5 separate regions of the Mus musculus genome follow, and all the other regions are linked to region 4. Evidence: chromatin contacts called from public promoter capture Hi-C data. All regions are on one chromosome and are shown on one strand. The core of a region is the stretch at or near the end of the contact, and the rest is flanking DNA. Distances in the headings are between cores, read along the strand shown.

Region 1 (3,536 bases), core at 1-2,500, 2.4 Mb before region 4:
AAAAATAAAACGGGAGGGGAGGTTGAGTTGTGGTTCAAAAATTAATGGACACATATAGAGCTAAAAATCAACTATTTCCAGTACCAGTACTGTTTCTCCACCCGGACAAAATACTCCCTCCTTTAGACAGATGACCGGCCTAATTCTTGTATCCCAGAGTTTTCTTGGCTGAATTCTTGAGTAGGTCTGTTATTTCTCAGTAACAGAATTCCAAAGAACAGTTTTAACCTTCAAGGTAATTTTACTGTTACCCCCAAATTCTGCAGGACACACATCTGTATATTAAGCAACTCCCCCCCCCCTTTACTCCTGAGACACAAATCGTCCTCCTTGCCCAGACAGTATGTCATAAGCAAATATCCTTAAATCTGGGGAAGAAATACAGTCCAGCCAATCTTCAACTGGGTGCAAACTGCCAGAAGGCAGCTGGCCTCACCTTTCTCTGCAGCAGCAGCACCTCTCTGCAGAGCACTTCTCTCTCCACCCTCTCCAGAATTGCTCTGAGCCACCACCCCAGGCAGTGTCGACCCAGATAGCACTGGCCCGGGGAAGGTAGAGTTCGGTTATTTATTTCCCCACTCGTGGCATTCGCTTCTTAGACAGCAAAAGGGAAAGAGCCAAGTGGAAATACTGCCCTTTCAGTCCCTCTCGGACCTCACAGCAGAGAGGAGCTGCCTCGCCAGGTCTTTAGGGCCGGTCTCATTCCGGAGTGAACCGATCCTGCCTCCAACCGGAGGACCCAGCTCCTACCCCGGGGCGCACCTCGCGGGAGCAGCTCCTGTCTGAGGCCGCCAACCCCTGCCCGCGTCACCGGAGCTGCTCCGGTCCAAGGCCGCCATCCTCATAGCTCCTGTCAAAGGCCGCCATCCCCGCCGCTCCTCACCGGAGCAGCTCCTGAGACCGCCATCCCGGGTTCCCGGTCACGGGAGCAGCTCCCGCCCCGCGGCCCCGCCTCAGCAGGCCAAATTCCTTCAGCTGAGACAGGGCAGAGGCCGCCTCCCCGCCCTCCATGCCGCCTCCGGGGCCTCCACATCGTCTCCCGGCCCTCGAGCGCCCGGGAACCGGCCGGCTGGGGACGCGCGGGGTCCCGGCCCTCTGGTCTCTCCGCCCCGCGGCCGGAACCTCCCTAGGGCGGAGTGATCGCGGCCGCCCAGTGAGGAGCGCGCGGCCACGAGGGGCGCTCGGCCGGGTGGCACGGCGCGGGGCGGCGGCGGCGGGGGAGGGGAGGGAGGCGGGGCCGGGGCGGGCCGGTGTGGGGCGACTGCGCTACGGCTCGACCGGGGCGGTGATGGCGGCTCCATATTAACACCTCCTCCTCCTCCTCCGCGCTCCCGCCCGCGCCCGCCAGCCGTCTCCCCCTTCCCTGACGCCACCTCTCCCCCTCCTCTACCATGCCCGGCATGATGGAGAAAGGGCCCGAGTTACTGGGGAAGAGCCGATCGGCCAACGGCGGCGCCAAGAGCCCGGCGGGAGGCGGCGGCTCCTCGGCCAACGGCGGGCTGCACTTCTCGGAGCCCGAGAGCGGCTGCAGCAGCGACGACGAGCACGGGGGTACCTCGCCGCGCTCCCCGCCCCCGCCCGTCCGCCCGGCCCCCTTCCCCGCGCCCTCCTCCCCCTCGGAGCCGAGCCGCGGCCGCCGGAACTCCCGGTGCCGCCGCAGCCCGCGACCCGCGCCTCCCCGCCCCCACCCGGCCACGGCCTCGCCCGCGCTCCCGCGGCTGGAGAGTCTCTGCCTTGCCCTTCCCCTCTCCTCTCCTTATTTATTACCATTTTACCATATATCTTGGCATTGCTTTGCAGATGTTGGGATGAGAGTCGGAGCTGAATACCAAGCTCGGATCCCTGAATTCGATCCAGGTAGATATATTTGCTCACAGGAAAACCCCATCTCTCTCTCTCTTTTTTTTTCCCCCAGGCTTGCTCTGGGGTGGCCGGCGTCGGGATGGGAGGGAGTTACGTGGTGTTGAGTGTGGGGCGCACCAGGAGAGGCCAGGGCAGGGCAGGGCAGGGCAGGGCATCGCGGGCGGGGAGGCTGGCAGGCTCGGCTGGGCAGTGACACAGGGCGTGGGGGTAGATGTGTGCATGGCAAGGTGAACATGGTTCCCTCCCGCGGCACTTGCACGCTGGTGGCTTCGCACGGAGGTCGCGGGTCCGAGGCCCGGGGCGTGGGGACTGCAAAACCAAGGGCTGCAGGAGAGGGCGTGCGATCTGTGTGTGCATGAACCTACCCCAGGTCAGATGCCACTCCGACCCGCCCTGGGAACCCGGGGCTCAGCCAGGCTCCGCAGGGCCACGCTTGGCAACCGCCTGCTGTCATTAGCCCGAGCCAAGGGCGAGCCCTGCGACCCCGGCGCACACGGGATCCTGGTTTTTCTTTCTGCCGAGGCGGTGTGGACCTGGGCGGGGAAACGCCCGTGCCCGACACCGCCCCGGTCGCCCCCAACCCCTCCCCGCGCGCCGACCCAGCCCGGGGAAGCCAGACCACAGGACAGCGGCAGCAGCTGCCAAGGAGACATTTTCTCCGGAACAGCCAGGTTCCAGCGCCCTCCGCCAGCGCAGCTTGCGGGCTCCCTCTCTACTTTTCTCCAAACAGGCTCCCCGGCTGTCACGGGATGTCAGGCTGCTCAGGGATTGGGCGAGAGTTCCGCATATGGAGGCGCCCTTGCTGGAGCCTCTGGGCCTGGAGTGCTCGGCTGCTCTAACCCAGCCAGACTTGCCACTGGGTGGGCTCTGCCCTTCCCTGCCTGAACTGCCCTCCCACTTTTCCTGCAGTCAGTTTTTGTCTAGAGCTCATTCTTAACCGCACTGCCCGAGTCCGACGCTGGAGTTGTAGTTGGTGTTGCAGAGGACTCACTTGTAATTTCACAAGGAAAGCAGTCATGTCCGTTTAGTTTAGGTATGCTAGGGGGCTTCCATCCTTCTCCCCATTAGGACTTACCAAGTAGGTAGTATCCCCTCTCTGAAAGGAGAAGGGTAACCGTTACAAGCATAATTAGGACAGTTTCCTTCAGTACATGATACCAGAGTGCTCATCAGATTTGGGGGTTACCTTCAAAGCGACACAGCTGTTGGGATATTTTATTAGAAGACTATCGGTGTGTGCCGTGGTGGGCTTCTTGTAGTCGTATTTTTCTTGTTGGCATAGCTAGCTAGTAGGTGGGTTCCTTCACTTTATGGCTGTGCTTCAGGGCTTAGTTTGACATCGGAAAGAAGACATGTTCACTGAAGGATAGGCTGCATTTAATTCCCAGCTCTCTTGTTTTTGTCTTCTGAGCAAGTCACTGGCCTTCTCTGAGCTTCAATTTTCCTAGCTGTAAAAAACCATTGCATGGAATTCTTGCCAGGATTAAATGACTAGGCATATGGCAGTTACTCAGTAAAGATTAGATTTCATAATTATGAAGAACGATTTGGAGCTCTCGTTGCTACTCAATTTTTTAAAATATTGCTGAAGTCATTTCCCGATGGAACCCAGCAGCCGAATTATGTCATAAGCACACCTATCTTTTGCCCCATTAGGTAGATCTCGGTCAATA
Region 2 (3,604 bases), core at 1,019-3,518, 2.6 Mb after region 4:
ATAAGGGAAATTGGTCTGGAGTTCTCTTTCTTTGTTGGGTCTTTGTGTGGTTTAGGTATCAGAGTAATTGTGGCTTCATAGAACGAATTAGGTAGAGTACTTTCTGTTTCTATTTTGTGGAATAATTTGAGGAGTATTAGAACTAGTTCTTTTTTGGAACATCTGATAGAACGCTGCACTAAACCCATCTGGTCCTGGGCTTTTTTTGGTTGGGAGACTATTAATGACTGTTTCTATTTCTTTGGGGGATATGGGACTGTTTTGATCGTTAAACTGATCCTGATTTAACTTTACTACCTGGTATCTGTCTAGAAAATAAGCTTGCTGTGTTAAGTCCTCTTGACCAGAAGGCAAGCATACATTTCTGGCCCATAGGGACAGGTTTTAGGGCTATTTTTTGCCTTCTCAGAAAGAGCCCATTAGAGAGAAGTAAACGTGTAATTACCATCTGATTTAGTTACCTCTGCTGCCTAGACAGCAGCTGTAATTTGGAAACAAACAAAGTCCATTCACTACTGCATTGATTGAGATCGAATGAACAGAAACATGTGTCTCTGACACCTTACTCCCAGATTAGGTACGAATGGTTCTTTAAATTAGTAATATTCATATTACTAATAAAGATGCTTTTTAATGATCCAAATGACAAAAATGGACTATTTGTTGCTATATTCAACACCATCTGCAATGCCAAGACATTCGATGGCAGAGGGAGTCAGGATCTTTGCCAGGGACCTGTGGTGGACTAATCAGGGTAGAAACTGGGCACGTGAGGGAAAGAAAGGCCTCAGAACCTAATCCCAGACACCCTTCCCTGCTTGAGTTCAGAACCAGTCAGAGAAAGATGGAACAGATCTGCTTTGTAAGTTCTGGACTCTGTGTCAGAAAGACTTTGATTTTGTGGGATTCTATCACTTCTTTCTGCTTCCCCCACTAAGACAGAGACCAGTCCCATCGCTGTACACAGAAAGGGAAAGAGGGAGGGGGTGTTTGCTTCCCATTGCCAGGCTTGCTTCCCAGAGGAGGAAGGCAGAGGCTAACCTAGGCTACAGCACCATCTGCACCCCAGACTGAAAACTTGTCTTCAGTGCTGCAGCAAAGGAGAGTGAGGAGCACGGGGAACTCCGCTCACTAGAATACAGTGTTGACAGGAGACTTAGGTTAGAGGGGGATGCTCAGACTAACTAGAATGTATCCCTGTTCCCAAAATAGCCACATGGGGGAGGAAGCTTGGCAAGATAGGGGATGAAAACAGCTAAACACAACACTTAGGGATGTTTACGACAGGTGAGAGGTGGGTGAGTGGCAGGAGGGTGAACTTTTCAATATGTAGGGAGAGACTAGCTTCCATGGCATGAAGTGGTAAAGACAGGACCGTTCACGGGCACTGTTGTGTGGAGAATCAGTAGCCCAAATCATTACCGTTGGAGCATCCCAGCATCCTCACTGTTCCCTGGCAGTGCTTCCCTGGCGCTGGGGAACCACACAGCAGATCCACGGCTCTTTATTCCAAGATGCTCGTTTCCCCTTCACACTTGTGGGAGGCGGCGGTGCAAGTCAGTGCTTCTTTTCCCTCAATCCTTAAATATTTTGTTCTAGTTTCTTTCTCTTCTTTCTTCGTTCTCTTCTTCCCTTCCTCCCCCTGTCTCATTCATCAATCCCTTCCTTCCGCCTCCCTTGTCCTCTTCCTTTCTGCCTTCCTTCATTCATGCTGAGCATCATGGTTCTTTCAGCCATGGTTCAGCACAGGTTCTTGAACCATGCTTGCTACCGTACCTGAACATGGGGACCAAAAAAGGGCAACAGTAAAAGTTTCTCGGACATGCAATGACCAAAATTAATCCAAAATCTAACACACAGGAGCTCAGGCTCTTTCTGGTAGTGCTCAGCTATTCTGCACTGTGAGATTTTATTCTGAGCACACAGCATCTAGGCCTGGTAGTGGCGCACCCTTACACGGTGCAATGACAGTGGATAAGCCTGAGGGAAATTGGCAGCCATTATACTTCAGATGTTTCTCTGGTCCTTTCCCACATTCTCGCTCATCATTCACAGTACAGACATGCCACACCTCCACCAAGTGCCCGTACCTCTTGGACATTCTGCTCCAGTTTTGCTTTTTTGTCTTGTTTTGAAATTTATCTTGACAAATCAGAGATCCTTTCCTCAGCCAGGCTCAGTCTCCTAAGAAGCCTCAGAGGCTTTCTTCACTGCTGCTTGAGCAGTGCTTCCTGGGTCCAACTTCATCTCTCCGCTCACACTGGCCATGTGCCCTACCATAGCATTCAGCCTTCTGGAATCCCTGGTGTGGAACTGGATGAATATGGAATGGAATTCTCACATTTATGACATATTTGGGCTTAGGTTTTATGAGTAACTTGCCCCCTTCTATGTCTCTCTTTCTTTGTCTCTGTCTCTCTCTGTGTGTCTCTGTCTCTCTGTCTGTCTGTCTGTCTCTCTCTGTGTTTGTGTGTATGTGTGATATATTCATGCGAATGTGCTGTATGTTGAAGTCAGAGGTCAGCCTTGGTTGTCTGTCCTCACCTACCACTTTATCTGAAAGAGTTTCTTTGTTGTTGGCCAGGTTAACTTGCCTGCACACTTCCTAGGATTCTCCATACTCGCCTCCCATCTGTCTGTGATTTCCCTTTGGACTGTAGTTATTGCCATCATTTTCGTGGTCACTCTGGGCTTTCGCCTAAGTTTATCTTTTAAAGGAGATATGAAAAATCAGGAAATTGAAAAATTATGGCCAAATTCAACTCAAATTCTCAACATTTTGGTAATATCCTTGTGCCACAGTGGCCAGATTGATGTCCCCTGACTGTGCCCCATGTCTTCCCCTCCTTTGCTCCTTCAGTCATTCTGTTGGCCTCAGTGCCTTTCTTCCATTTTTATTACAAAGTTCTATGTAGCCTTAGGACAAATTGTGAGAATTTTGCCTCAGAGACTGAGTTCCATACTGTGTTCTGTGTCTTTGATAACAGGCACTAGGAGATACCCACCATCAGCCAGTTATGCCACAGCCAGTCATGCCAAGTCTTGAGTTTTAACCTCTTTCTTTTAAGAATAGCTTCATGGGATGAAAGCCATCTCTTTGCATATCTTAGATTGAGCAGATTGGTAGGTGTTCTATAGTCATTGATTTTAATTAGGGAATATTGTATTTAAGTTACTTTCTTCTAACCCACATTTCACAGGAAATGCTTTAATGCATAATATTGATGAGAACAGCAAATTCACTTCTGAAAAAGCAAGATTTTTTTTTACTTAATAAAGACAGCTATTTAAAATATTTCTGATCATATTATAGTAAAATAATAGTAAATCTTTGTTTCTTCTCCTTCTAGAAATACTTAAAGAAAATAAAAATTCCTCCACAATAAAACAGGCAACCACAGTATCTATGGGGCGTCCTTTGCACCTCTACCTTTCCCTGACCAAAGCTCTGAGGGCCCTAGTGATCTCTTCCAGACAAGCAGAGCCCCAGGGAGTACTGGAGTCTCTTCCAGGCAAGAAGAATTGTGGGGCGGGGAAAGAGCTGGAATCTTCTTCTAGTGAATCAGGGCTGAATGCAGTTGTACTGCACTCCTGAGTTCCTCTG
Region 3 (4,017 bases), core at 1,230-3,729, 2.5 Mb after region 4:
TGCAGATCGCTTAGAGTAGTTATTTAAATTATCTTCGCCTCTGCTGTCACCTTATCTAGGCCATAAAAAATGTATGGTGCCAATCACTGAGGATTTACATAAGATGGCATACACAGATAGAACCAAGGCCAGTTAACTACTTAGTGGTAGCAACAGCCAATAGCATGGGGATTTCACAACCTGGATAAAAGAATCGTGAAAGGCATTTCAAAGAATGAAACAAAAAAACTGTATTAAGAAATATCAAAGCCTGGGCAAGGCAGCACGTGCCTGTAGTTCCTGTACTGGGGAGGCTGAGACAGGACAACTTCTAGGAGGAAATCAGCCTGGGCTATAGAGCAAAATTCAGCCTCAGAAAGGGAAAGAGAGCCAAGAGGAAAGGGAGATTGCTGGTGAAGAAGGGAAGGCAGGAGGGGAAGACAACAGTGGACTGGCATGCACACTAACTAGAAAAGAAAGGTCCTGGTTTTGTGTAACACGCTTCTTCGGACAGTTAAGACTCATTTTAAGGTGGCCAGTGGTGGCACACACCTTTGATCCCAGCACTTGGGAGGCTGAGGCAGGCAGATTTCTGAGTTCAAGGGCAGCTTGTTCTACAGAATGAGTTCCAGGACAGCCAGAGCTACACAGAGAAACCCTGTCTCAAAAAAAACCAAAGAGAGAGAGAGAGAGAGAGAGAGAGAGACTGACTCATTTTAAGACTTTCTTTCAAAAGCACCAGCTGATAGGTGCTAATGATATTCTGGTCTCACTCATTACAAAAGATGAGTTGTTTAGCAAGTAAAAACACTACTGCAAGTAACTCCAGTTTAGAGTAATAGCGCGTCAAGTAATAGCCAGTAATACACAGCGCTATCTATGCATGATAGGAGACAGAAAGCACAATGAAGAATAAATGGGGTCACCGGTTGGTTTGTGTGTTTATGTCAACTAGCACACAAATGACTTCCTTTCTATTAGGACCAGACCAATCTACTGAACACTTCCGTTCCTTACCAGGCTCTGAACATTGAAGCATTAAGTACACTTTAGAGGAAACACCAGGATGTAGGGAAGTTCCTTTATCTTGTTTTCTGTGGTGGTTCCTACCACATGTACAACTGCCAAAGCTAAGAAAAACTAGTGCATTGTGACCTGCGTCTCTTGTTCCAAGCTGAGTGCAACAATTACAATTGCTCATTTAAAAAGCTTCTCCTGGGCTGGTGAGATGGCTCAGTGGGTTAGAGCACCCGACTGCTCTTCCGAAGGTCCAGAGTTCAAATCCCAGCAACCACATGGTGGCTCACAACCATCCGTAACAAGATCTGACTCCCTCTTCTGGTATCCCTGAAGACAGCTACAATGTACTTACATATAATAAATAAATAAATCTTTAAAAAAATAAAAATAAAAATAAAAAAAAAAAATAAAAAGCTTCTCCTAGTATTCTAACTGAAAATCGTGAGAACTTAAAAGCTACAAGAAAAACAACACTGGTTAGAAATGGTCTCTAGAGAGGAACCAAATAAGCCATCTGACCTAAGATATTCTTTTAACTTTTCAGTTATCGGTGATGCTAAACAATCAGACATCACAGCCCACTGGCAGGAACTTTAAAAATCACAGTTCTTGACTTACTGGTCAGATTTTTATGTTTCAAGATGGACCGCAAGACATCTACTTTCTTGTTACACTAACGTTTCTCTGAAAAGCGTTGGAACAAACGGGGGGTGGGGGTGGGGGTGGAGGTTGGGCGACCAGGGTTTTCAACTAGAAAATCCAAAACTGAGCTATCATCTCTGGTACTCAGGGGCACAGGACAACTTTGCCTCTTAAATTTTCTGTACCTGCGAGTCTCCTACAGCAGGGATGTCATTAAAGATCAAGTGTGATTTGCGAAAGCAGTTTGGAAACTTACAGCAGTGGACCAGGGTACCCTAAAGACAAATTCCAACCTGGGGCTACTGGAAAACGCCCCTTTCCCATAAACTAGGACAGAGCCTCCAGGGCGGTGGAAAACTTCTAGGCTTTACACGAACCGAGCTGCGCAGGGAGTACAAGAGCCTGGTGTCTCTGCTACTAAGAAACTTCTGGGACTGGGAATTTCTGTGATCTTGTCAACCACGGAATCTAGTACAATGTGGCCGGTTTGGCAGGGACAACGGGAACGCGGCCTGAAGAAACTTGGTGCACGGCCGTCTCTGACCCGGAGCCCCGCGAGCTGCTCGCCGGCTCGCTCGCCCCGTTCCCAACCGCCCGCCGGGCTCACCAGCTCTTCCCGGCGGCGGTTCCGATCGCTGGGCGCCCGTCGGCCCCAAACATCAACGACACCCGGGAGCGCGGCCTCGAGGCTCAGGCCCGAGGACCGACTCCAACTCCCGCAGCCCCGGCCAATTCCACACAGGACTTCAGCATTTTGAGAGCAACTTCCGGAAGCCGGCTGGAGGCGGAAACCGGAAACCGGAAGCGACCATTCGCTCACCTTAGCCTACCCTGACCCTTCCCATCAGCAGCTCGAAATTCCAGGAGAAAGGGGCGAGTCGACTCAAGTCTGGTCTCACGTGTACAAATCCGATTTCTCTGTCCAGTTGCTTGAAACTGAAACAGAGTGAAAGGAAAGGCCGATAAGTCGGAAGTGACCTTGGTTCAGCCCAGTTGCCATGGAGACTAATAGTAACAATTTTGGTGAACTCCAGGAGTTGAAGGACATGGCTACTTTAGCCAAGCTGCTGGCGCGGGCACCCTTTCTAGAAAGTCAGTACTACTTTAGGAACCGGTGAGTAGTGAAGAGAGGGGTCTCAGAAGATGTTTACTGTTAACAAATTACTTAATTCAGGAAATAATTCTAAATTCTTCTTCTCCCCATGGGGATTCAAACATGATCAGAAGTTTATATATATATATATATATAATCAATCACAAGTGGATTATATATACATTGACAAGTCATTAATAAGTTAATATTCTCTAAGGAAGATCCCAGAATAGAGAATTATTAAGGGCCGCCCTAAATGAAGTAAACCCCGACTGGGGAAACAGGCAGGAGGATGACTGTGAGTCCAGTCCAGCCTGGGCAACACAGAAAATTCAAGGCTGCCCTGGGCAACATTTGGGAGTCTTCCTCAAAATACTGTTTTGTTTTGTGGGGCTTTTTTTTTTTCGACATTTTAAAATAATCACTGAGAAATTTGGTTTGGTGAAACCTATTTTATACAATGTAGGTCTAGTGGCCTAATTAACGTTAACCAGGCTTACCCAGGTAGTTCCATGAATTCAGAATATCAATGTCCAAATGGGAATTTGAGCTTCACTTAATCTCACAAACATCACAGAATTCAATTCATCTGTGATTCATTTGTCCAAGTGAAGTTTCTATACCATTGTGACAAGATAATTGGTACAGTAAATGGGCAAGAGCTAAGGCAGCATTCTCACCCCCCACACCTAAACTTCCTCTCCATGAAAAGGGGACATTGAAACTAGAAGCAATGGCCCAGTGGTTTTCAAAACTTAGAAGGAATCACAAAAAGTACATTACAAAAAGTGTGATAAATTATAGCAGACCAGCAGTGACCAAGTCAGTGTGAGAAAGTCCTGATAAGCTATTCTTATCCTAACATACATCTCAACTATAGTTTTGCTATTTCATCGTGAACCTCTAGCAACTACAGTGATAATTCAATCTTGTAACTTTTGTGAGAAACTATGGATTTTCTTGCTAGAAGTAGGCCAATGTTGCTTTTTTTCTTGCCTCTTAGTTTAACCATTATTTCAGCCTGTACTGTCTTGCTTCCTGAAATGGAATAGCTACAACAGTTATTTAGTGAATAATCACATTACCGAAGCTTCCAATTAATCATCTTTAAATAAGCATAGCCATTGCGCAATGGAATTCTTATACTTAACATTCAGAGATCATATAGTATTCATTTAGAGTTATGTGGCAGGCTCCTGCTTGTTCATGACCTCAGTGTGCAGTGGGGACAAGTTGACTCCTTCATGCTATTGTGGAGCAGACATTGAGAACGGAATTGTGAT
Region 4 (3,892 bases), core at 335-2,834:
CTGGCTCACAAAGAGTTAACAGACTCCAAGCCTCTAGCCTGGCCATGGAGGGGTCCTTGAGTCAGAGAGAAACTAAGCCTTTTTTCTAATACTCTTGTTGCTATCAGTTGGAGTCAAATTACCAGAAACCAGAGGTCTTAGAATAGCAAAGAATTAAAGAGAAAAACTCCTGAAAGCAAGCAGCTTTTGGACATACAATAGCAAAGAATTAAAGTCAGAGAAATTGCTAAAAGTAAGTAGTCTTTGGCTACAGAATAGCAAAGAGAACTGCCAAAGATAAAGCAGCTTTGGTCTCCATCTGACTCTGTAACTCTTAGCTGCCTTCCTGGGGAAACTGGGTGCTGGGATAAGCCCTGGGCACTAAGTGACCCTAAAAAGAAATGGGATGTGAGCAGAGAGACAATGAGAGGGATCACTGGAGAGGAAAGAGGAACTGAGAGCATTTTTATGTTTTAATTTTATGTGCATGCATGTTTTGCCAGCACGTATGTCGTTACATACCTGTTGCCTGTGGGCCCAGAAAAGGGAATCAGATTCCCTGAGCTGGATTTATAGATAGTTGTGACCTACTATGTGGATGTTAGGAACTGTACCCAGGTCTTCTGCAAGAGCAGCAACTGCTGAGCCACCTCTACAATTCCAAGGATATTTACTTCTTTTTTTAAAATTATTTTATTTTAAATTTATTTTCCACACTCCATATTCCATACCCCCGCCCCTATCCACCCTCCGTTTGCATCACATCCCATACCTCCTATGGATATTTACTTTTAAAGAAAAATATTTAGGCATTTAGGTGCTATTAGGAAAGTGGAAGCAGTATACTCAGTTTAGAAGAGCCTTGTGAATATTTGAATCTGATGAAGTGTTCCCCTCGGATCTCATATTCAGTAAATCCTGTCGGCGTGAGCCACCACAACCCATGCGAATCGCATATCCAGATTTTGAAAATATGGAGATGACAGAGAGGTCAGCAGTTGAGTTTTGCATGCATGTCTAGATTCAAGTTCAGATTATTTGTTATACTGTGCCTCTGTTATCCGCCCCCCCACCCCCCGCCTCCCCTCCCCTCTTCTTTTCTTTTCGAGACAAGGACTCTTGTCTATAGCCAGGCTGTCCTCCAAACGCCCTCCGCAGGGCTGCTATGGCAGGTGCGCGCCAACTTTTAAAGTAATAATCAACTTCGCAGCTAACTTTTATAATAATAATCCCCTCAGAGCTAACACCTTACGCTTGTCCTACGGTTAGAGCGAGCGGCCTCCCCGCAGCACAGACCTCACCTTACCCTGCTCCTCAAGCCCGCCCAGCCGCTCAGGGTTTAACCCTCATTCAGACCCGCAGTCCGCTCCTCCCAGCGTGCGGAGCCCGTCTCTAGGCAACGCCAGTGCATCCGACGTCTGCGCAGGCTCCGCCGCCGGCTCTGCTTGTTTTTAAACAGTCGTCCAAAAGGGCCAATCAGAGGCGGCTCACCGAGAAGCCGGGTGAGGACTGGTCGAAAGCCTCTCGCCATGGCCAATGGGCGTGGAGGCTAGCTGGGCGGGACCGGAAGTGAGCGGGAGGGAAGAGGGGCGGCGGCGGCGGGCAGTTTGAATCGCTCGTGCTGGTCGGGGAGGAACGGTGCGCTGTGTGAGGAGCTCGGCGGTGAGGAACTCGGGGCTCGCAGAGCCCGGAGCCAGGTTCTGTGAGGAGCTCAGGTGAGCAGCGTCCCCCCTCGGGGCCCCCGTCCTCCGCCCGCGGCCCCCCATCGGAGGCCCGCATGGTTTCTAGAAGCTTCTTTCTCACTTGGCGGCTTAGGGTCGCCAGGGTGCCAGGCTGTGCTGTGTGCTCAGCAGCCAGAACTAGCTAGCACTGGCAGAGAGGCAGGGGATCCTGACGGAGGACAACAGCAGAAACCTGCCAGACCCTCTTTAGGGCCTGAGGCGGGCGGTGGGCCCATGAACGGAGCCCTCCGCATTTTAAAGACATACTTTCGGTGGAAGTTCTTTTACACCGTCACCACAGAGATTTTGCTTCATCTTTCAAAGTCTTCTTCTCAGACCCTGCCTCTTTAATCTTAATTTTTTACATTTACGGATTTTACAACTTTTGCTCTAGTGACCCGATTTAGGTGGCTGACAGGTTGTTCCGTACCCAGTCAACACCTAATGGCAATTAGGCGATCGGTGTGATGTATTTATATATAAGTGTAGGAGAGGTAGAAAATGTATATAAGTGTGTAATGAACATAGTAAAAAAAAATGCCTTTTAAACACCCAAGACTAATAACCAAAACTCTGACATCACTCACTCCAAATAACAATCCTAAAACCCCATGATCCCCAGTGAACAGTATATAATTGGAGACTAAGACAATGCTCTGCGCTGCACATATGAGAAGACACCACCATAATCTGCCCTCAGGAGCCTCAAATCAAAAACTTCTGTTGGCTTGTAAGGCCTTAATGGGAAAGGTTGTGTGTAGTCTTGCTTCAATTTGATGTCCCAGGATCAGGTGGTATCCAAGGGGGTCTCCTCCCCTCTCTGAGAAGGGAAGGTGTTTGTGAGGATGGGACTGGGATCACAGGCAGAAGGGGAGGCTACCATTAGGATGTAGAATGAATAAATAATAATAATAAAAAGGAAAAAAAAAACTGAACCTGACAAGCTAAAATATGTCACCCAGGTGAGCAGCCCTGGGAAGATAGGGTTAAGACTGTAATTAGAAATTTAAAGTGTAAATACTGTATACTAATCCTCAGCATAATAAAATATAACTTTAGTTATCTTAACTACATTTGTAAATATCTTCTTGCTCTCAACAAAGTGTGTGACTACAAACATGAATATAGCTGTTTGTAGGTTTTGAATTAGAAAATAAACCTGCTGGATTCCCTTGCTTATATTGCCTCTCTAGATGTTTTGTTGCTTTTATTTTGTTTTGTTTTTTGACTTGTTGGCTGTGTAGCCCTGTCTGGCCTGGAACTCACTCTGTAGACCAGGCTGGCTTCAAACTCAGAGATCCACTGGCCTCTGTCTCCCAAGTGCTGGGGTGAAAGGTGGATATGGCTGTGGCACGTTGATGTATTGATTTCGGTGGCTGGCTGAATTGTTAAGACAATTTTTGCGTGTGGTTTTTGGTCTAATGTACTCTCCTCACTCTTGAATGAACAAGCTACAGGGTCAATTGCTCTTTGTTTTAGTTAAGAGGCCTTTGATTTCTTTCAGAAAATTTTGTGGGAAATTGAGTGTGGAGTTACACATGTCTTCTGTGAAATGAGATCTGGGAAAAAAAATAATGAAGCTGACACCAAAAACTGTCTTCAAGGCCCGGTATCTAATATGTCAAGATCCTTGTTTCTCTTTAACTTTTGAAAGTATTTTTTCAAAATATTTACAGTTAGATACTATCTCAGTATACAAACACGGATGTGGCTCGGAAAGCGGTGATCCACATTTCCTCAGCGTCATGAACTGAAGTATATTTTTGGGGCATTAACATCATAGATAACACATACAGAATGGGAGATGCCATTGTAATGCTCCAGGAAGTTGCCAACATCATTCTCACAATTGACAAAACAAGACAGAAAGAACAGTTGGGTCTGAGTGACAGTGGCAGGGCTCGAGTTGTCCTTTGAGTCCCTGTCTGTGTTCCTTTTTCATGGGGAGTGCCTTGATTACCTTTGCAACAGTCCTGGCAGTAGCCTAGCTCACTCGACTGAGGCATGCGTCAGTTTAACGAATGATAAGCTTGGGAAGAGTTAGAATCTCATGAGGAACTGACTGGAAGCTACGGCCTGTCTGGGAATCACAGAAAAGGCTTTGCTGAGGGTAAAAAGCAGTGGTTCTCAGACGGTAGGTTCTGGCCCCCAGGGGTCACATATCAGACATCCAGCATGTCAGATGTTTACTT
Region 5 (3,631 bases), core at 359-2,858, 2.5 Mb before region 4:
CACAACAAAGGTGAGATAATTTCTAAGAAAGCTCTTAAATAGTAGGTAAGATTTGCTATGGTAGCCCACGGGCTTTGTCTTGTAAACTTAAGTCCCTTTTTAATTAAAGACACTGTATAAGAGGCAGGGGTCAGTTTTCACGCCCTTCCATTGAATCCCTAACTGAATTCAGCTGGAAGCTCATCACTATCAACCCAAGTTCCAAGGCTGCACGCCATGTTTACACTGGCAAAACCCAGCTCTTGAGTTAGGTCCCCACAGCCTCTCCAACGGAGAGAGTCGCCTGCTTCTGGAAGGAGAGGGGCCCAGAAGTCTGCTAGGGGGATCTCAGAATTGGGTAGCCTGGTGAACAGGTGTATGCAGCAACTCCCCATCTCCAGGACTGTATGTGCAAGCTGTGGGTCGGAAAGGTTTGGATAGCTCCCTTTGGATCGCTACTCTGAGGACTTTTCGCCTTCTGGGCTTCATGCTAATAAACCATAGGAAACTGCAATCTCTGAGTAAAAAGGTGTCGAAAATTATTCCCCTTCCATCAGTCATAGTAGGACTCTCTCCTCCCAGCTACAAAAACCTCGTGCTTGTGCACAGGTTTCTTGGGTAATGAATCGGCTTGTGATGGAGGACAAGATTGGGAGGGTTTAAAAGAGACAATAGATGCCAAATTTGTACCCGGGACCACTTAGTTCCCTCTGTTTCCCCGGCTGAGTCCAGAAAAACCATCGGACCTTCGTGAGCCATTTGCTCTAGCTGGTTGGCGAGGGTGCATAAGACAGCCCTGCCAAAGGGTTTCTTCTGGTCAGACTTTCCTGCTTAAGGGATGGAAGGTGGAGTTGGCAACGTCCCTGCACCCGAACAGGGCCAGGACCAGTAGCCCAGCTCTGCTGCTACCTCTGGCCTCCCTGCTCCTCAGGACTCCCGGGGAGCCTCCGCGGGGAGGCGGCCAGTGCGCATCAGGAGCGCAGTGCTTGAAGGTGGCCAGCCTGCAGCCACTTTTCGCATGACTTTTCTCACCAAATGCCAGGCTTTCCTGGAGAGGACAGCGGGAGGGCGCGGGAAAAGGCCCCAAAGGCGTAGGCTAGAGATCTCTCCTCCAGAGATGGGGCACACTAGACCCCCTCCAGCCCTGCCCACCTCCCAGGCCCGCAGGCAAGAGAAGCTGGTGAGCGGAGCTCCGGGATGCCCCCGCATCTGTTGGCACCAGGCGGGAGGCGTCTGCAATCACCGCACTCAGAAAAAAAAAAAAAAAAAAAAAAAATCAAAACCCACCTGGGCGACAGAAATCCAAAGGCAGTTCTTACCGTTGGACCGCCGCACGATGTTCTCCAGAAACGTGTTCTGCGGGGCCACTAGTCCCCGCCGGCCGCCAGCCATGGTCATCCTCCCGACTGCCGGACTCTGGGGGCGTCCGGCGCCGTGTCTCACCGCAGCAGGCGGCCGGGTGCGCAGCCCGCAAGCGTTCCTGGCTCCACGCGCCCCATGCGCTCCGCAGCCCCGGAGCGCAGGGGCGGCGGCTGGCTCCCGCTGCCGCCCTCGCTGCGCTCCGCACCTCCCCGCTGCGGCCCGCCCGGGTGTGCGCTCGAGTGCCCCGGGCTCGGTGCGCCGCGGCCGCCTCCCGTGGGCGGAGGGAGCCAGCCGGTCCAGGGCGCCCCCTACCGTGCGCGCATCCCTCGGGGACACAGCCGTAACCAAGAGCCACGGGGTGAGGCTGGAACCGGAGCGGCACCCTCTGGGTGCAGCGGGAAGTGTTATCCAGAGTGTGCCTGGGGTGTGCAGAGCACGGTGAGCAGCTTTATTGGTAAAGTCACATACACACACACACCCGAAAAGGTCACAAGAAGACTCTTTCTTTACGCGGTGTCAGATCGGAGTCAGAACCTTCAGGCTCTGCAAACAGCATGAGCTGCATGTCTATCCAGCTTCCCCAGAATTAACCAACCAAGTGTCTAAGGGCAACAACTTACAGAGTGACTGCCAGATTCAGCTCCCAGGAGCCGTTTTGGTTTGTCTTTACCATCAATGTGCCTGCAGCCTCCTCAGTTGATAAATGGCTTTCACCTGTTTGGCGTCTTCTCTTACAGAGCAATCATTTTACCAAAAAAGAAAAACAACAAAACATGAGTTGGCACATCGGGGTTTCCAGCTACAGTACAATCTCTTAAGATTTGTGTGTAAGGTGAAAAAAACAAAAAAAAAAACAAAAAACGGGAACTGGCTGTCCAGCATCAAAGAGGAGGGCTACTTCTGAAAGCTTCCCAAAGTAAAAGTACATCAGATTTTAATTAAACAGCCATAGCTGTGGCTTGGAGAAGCATCCACAAGGCACAGGTGAAGCAGGTGCGGCTTCACAGCAGGTAGAAATGACTTGGACCTCTTGTTCACTGAAGGAAGAGGGGGTGTTCCAACTGCACATAATGTGTACCTGTCGTTGTGCTGTGCGTGTGGCGGGGGACTGAGACAATGCCCACAGAAGGATGCATTGCTACTTGACTGGTTAGTTTCCAACTGGACAAAGATTCAAAATAAAATGCAAAGATAAACCCGCCGCTGAAGCCCGTGACGCCGGGGCTCACCTCCGGAAACACCTTAATGGTTCGCAAAGACACACTGTCTCAATTTTTTAATCTCAGAAGCAGAGCCAATTCCTTCCAGGCATTCTCTGAGTGGTCGAGCACTGCGGAGAATAGACGGGGGGGGGGGGGGGGGGATCCTGACTTTAAAGTTCTGTGCGGGAGGTCTGCAAAGATGGCTCAGCACCTGAGAGCACTCTTGCAGGAGACCTGCGTTTAGTTCACAGTAGGCCAAAGCCATCTGAAATTTCAGTTCCAGACCATTTGATGCCCTAGTCTGACTTCTTCAGGCACCAAGCATGTGCATAGTACACGTACAAACATGCAGGCAAAACACTCAAACTCACAAAATCTGTCTGAAAAAAAAAAAAATAAGTGCCAAATCAAATGTCATTTTCAGAGTGACTAAATTAATTGGGCCATTATAAATGTCACCTTTCATCTATCTGTGTGGATATAACTCAAGCAACGCTCCTGCCAGCAGAAGATGGCTCGGCAGGACTGGTGTGTGCTATGACTTGAAGGTAAAGCTGCATCTCTCCCACTGGATAACGGCTCCCTGCAGGTTAGAGCTGTGATTTCTTAAACACTGGCTCCGTCTAGTGGTTCTTTGTTCTATTACAAATGAGGTAAACTACTCAAAGAGAACTTGATTTTGATGGCTACCCACTTCATTTGAGTAGGTTCCTTTGAATAAGGCAAGATCTTACAGCTGTGCCATGCATGATGGAAAGTGCTCAAGGGGTAGCTTTACATGATTGTGTGTGTGTGTGTGTGTGTGTGTGTGTGTGTGAGAGAGAGAGAGAGAGAGAGAGAGAGAGAGAGAGAGAGAGAGAGAGAGAGAGACCCTTCAATCAAGATCATGCACCTGTTTGTGGAAGTGAAAACAATGGGGGTTGTGGGGTGGGGAGAGGCATCTGACAGAGAGAGACCATAAAATTTCCCTCCTACTCTGTGGCTTAGATAAAAAGGAACAGGTGTCATTCGTTTGAGGTGAGAGCCTTGGTGGGCTACCTGTTAAAAGGAGCTCAGGAGTAAGCTTCCCATATGAAGTATGCCATTTC

Evidence for each region. Promoter capture Hi-C pulls out the DNA fragments that hold promoters and counts their contacts. Capture Hi-C pulls out chosen DNA fragments and counts their contacts.
Region 1: a promoter capture Hi-C map of liver shows a contact between it and region 4, with 2.8 times the contacts expected there. The contact joins the promoter of Rcor3 here to the promoter of Cenpf in region 4. A contact is called at or near these places in 1 of 115 datasets of contacts at active chromatin or transcription factors (astrocytes) and 1 of 9 other capture datasets (liver).
Region 2: a contact with region 4 is called in a promoter capture Hi-C map of hippocampal neurons, with 7 times the contacts expected there. The contact joins the promoter of 1700007P06Rik here to the promoter of Cenpf in region 4. A contact is called at or near these places in 2 of 39 promoter capture datasets (hippocampal neurons and liver).
Region 3: a promoter capture Hi-C map of pre-B cells shows a contact between it and region 4, with 8 times the contacts expected there. The contact joins the promoter of Spata17 here to the promoter of Cenpf in region 4. A contact is called at or near these places in 9 of 39 promoter capture datasets (the 3T3-L1 cell line, 3T3-L1-derived adipocytes, the C10 cell line and 5 more), 2 of 484 Hi-C or Micro-C datasets (CD8 T cells and pre-B cells) and 2 of 9 other capture datasets (adipose tissue and liver).
Region 5: a promoter capture Hi-C map of pre-B cells shows a contact between it and region 4, with 4 times the contacts expected there. The contact joins the promoter of Kcnh1 here to the promoter of Cenpf in region 4.

Annotation. Positions count from the first base shown.
Region 1 is chr1:192,135,754-192,139,289 of GRCm38.p6, reverse strand. It overlaps Rcor3 (REST corepressor 3), which reads left to right and starts at 1,250. Exons shown (of 12, transcript NM_001346740.1): 1 at 1,250-1,551; 2 at 1,801-1,857. The coding sequence starts at 1,392. Gm10516 (predicted gene 10516) reads right to left here and starts at 2,392. Exons shown (of 4, transcript NR_033536.1): 1 at 2,229-2,392.
Region 2 is chr1:187,123,802-187,127,405 of GRCm38.p6, reverse strand. 1700007P06Rik (RIKEN cDNA 1700007P06 gene) reads right to left here and starts at 2,268. Exons shown (of 3, transcript NR_040554.1): 1 at 2,091-2,268; 2 at 1,423-1,776. All of the region lies in intron 6 of Spata17 (spermatogenesis associated 17), which reads left to right. Gm15509 (predicted gene 15509) reads left to right here and starts at 3,041. Exons shown (of 3, transcript NR_151534.1): 1 at 3,041-3,604.
Region 3 is chr1:187,213,908-187,217,924 of GRCm38.p6, reverse strand. It overlaps Spata17 (spermatogenesis associated 17), which reads left to right and starts at 2,479. Exons shown (of 10, transcript NM_028848.3): 1 at 2,479-2,755. The coding sequence starts at 2,640. It overlaps Gpatch2 (G patch domain containing 2), which reads right to left and starts at 2,414. Exons shown (of 10, transcript NM_026367.4): 1 at 2,249-2,414. The coding sequence starts at 2,301.
Region 4 is chr1:189,685,778-189,689,669 of GRCm38.p6, reverse strand. It overlaps Cenpf (centromere protein F), which reads left to right and starts at 1,584. Exons shown (of 18, transcript NM_001081363.2): 1 at 1,584-1,694.
Region 5 is chr1:192,188,754-192,192,384 of GRCm38.p6, reverse strand. Kcnh1 (potassium voltage-gated channel, subfamily H (eag-related), member 1) reads right to left here and starts at 1,608. Exons shown (of 11, transcript NM_001038607.2): 1 at 1,299-1,608. The coding sequence starts at 1,377.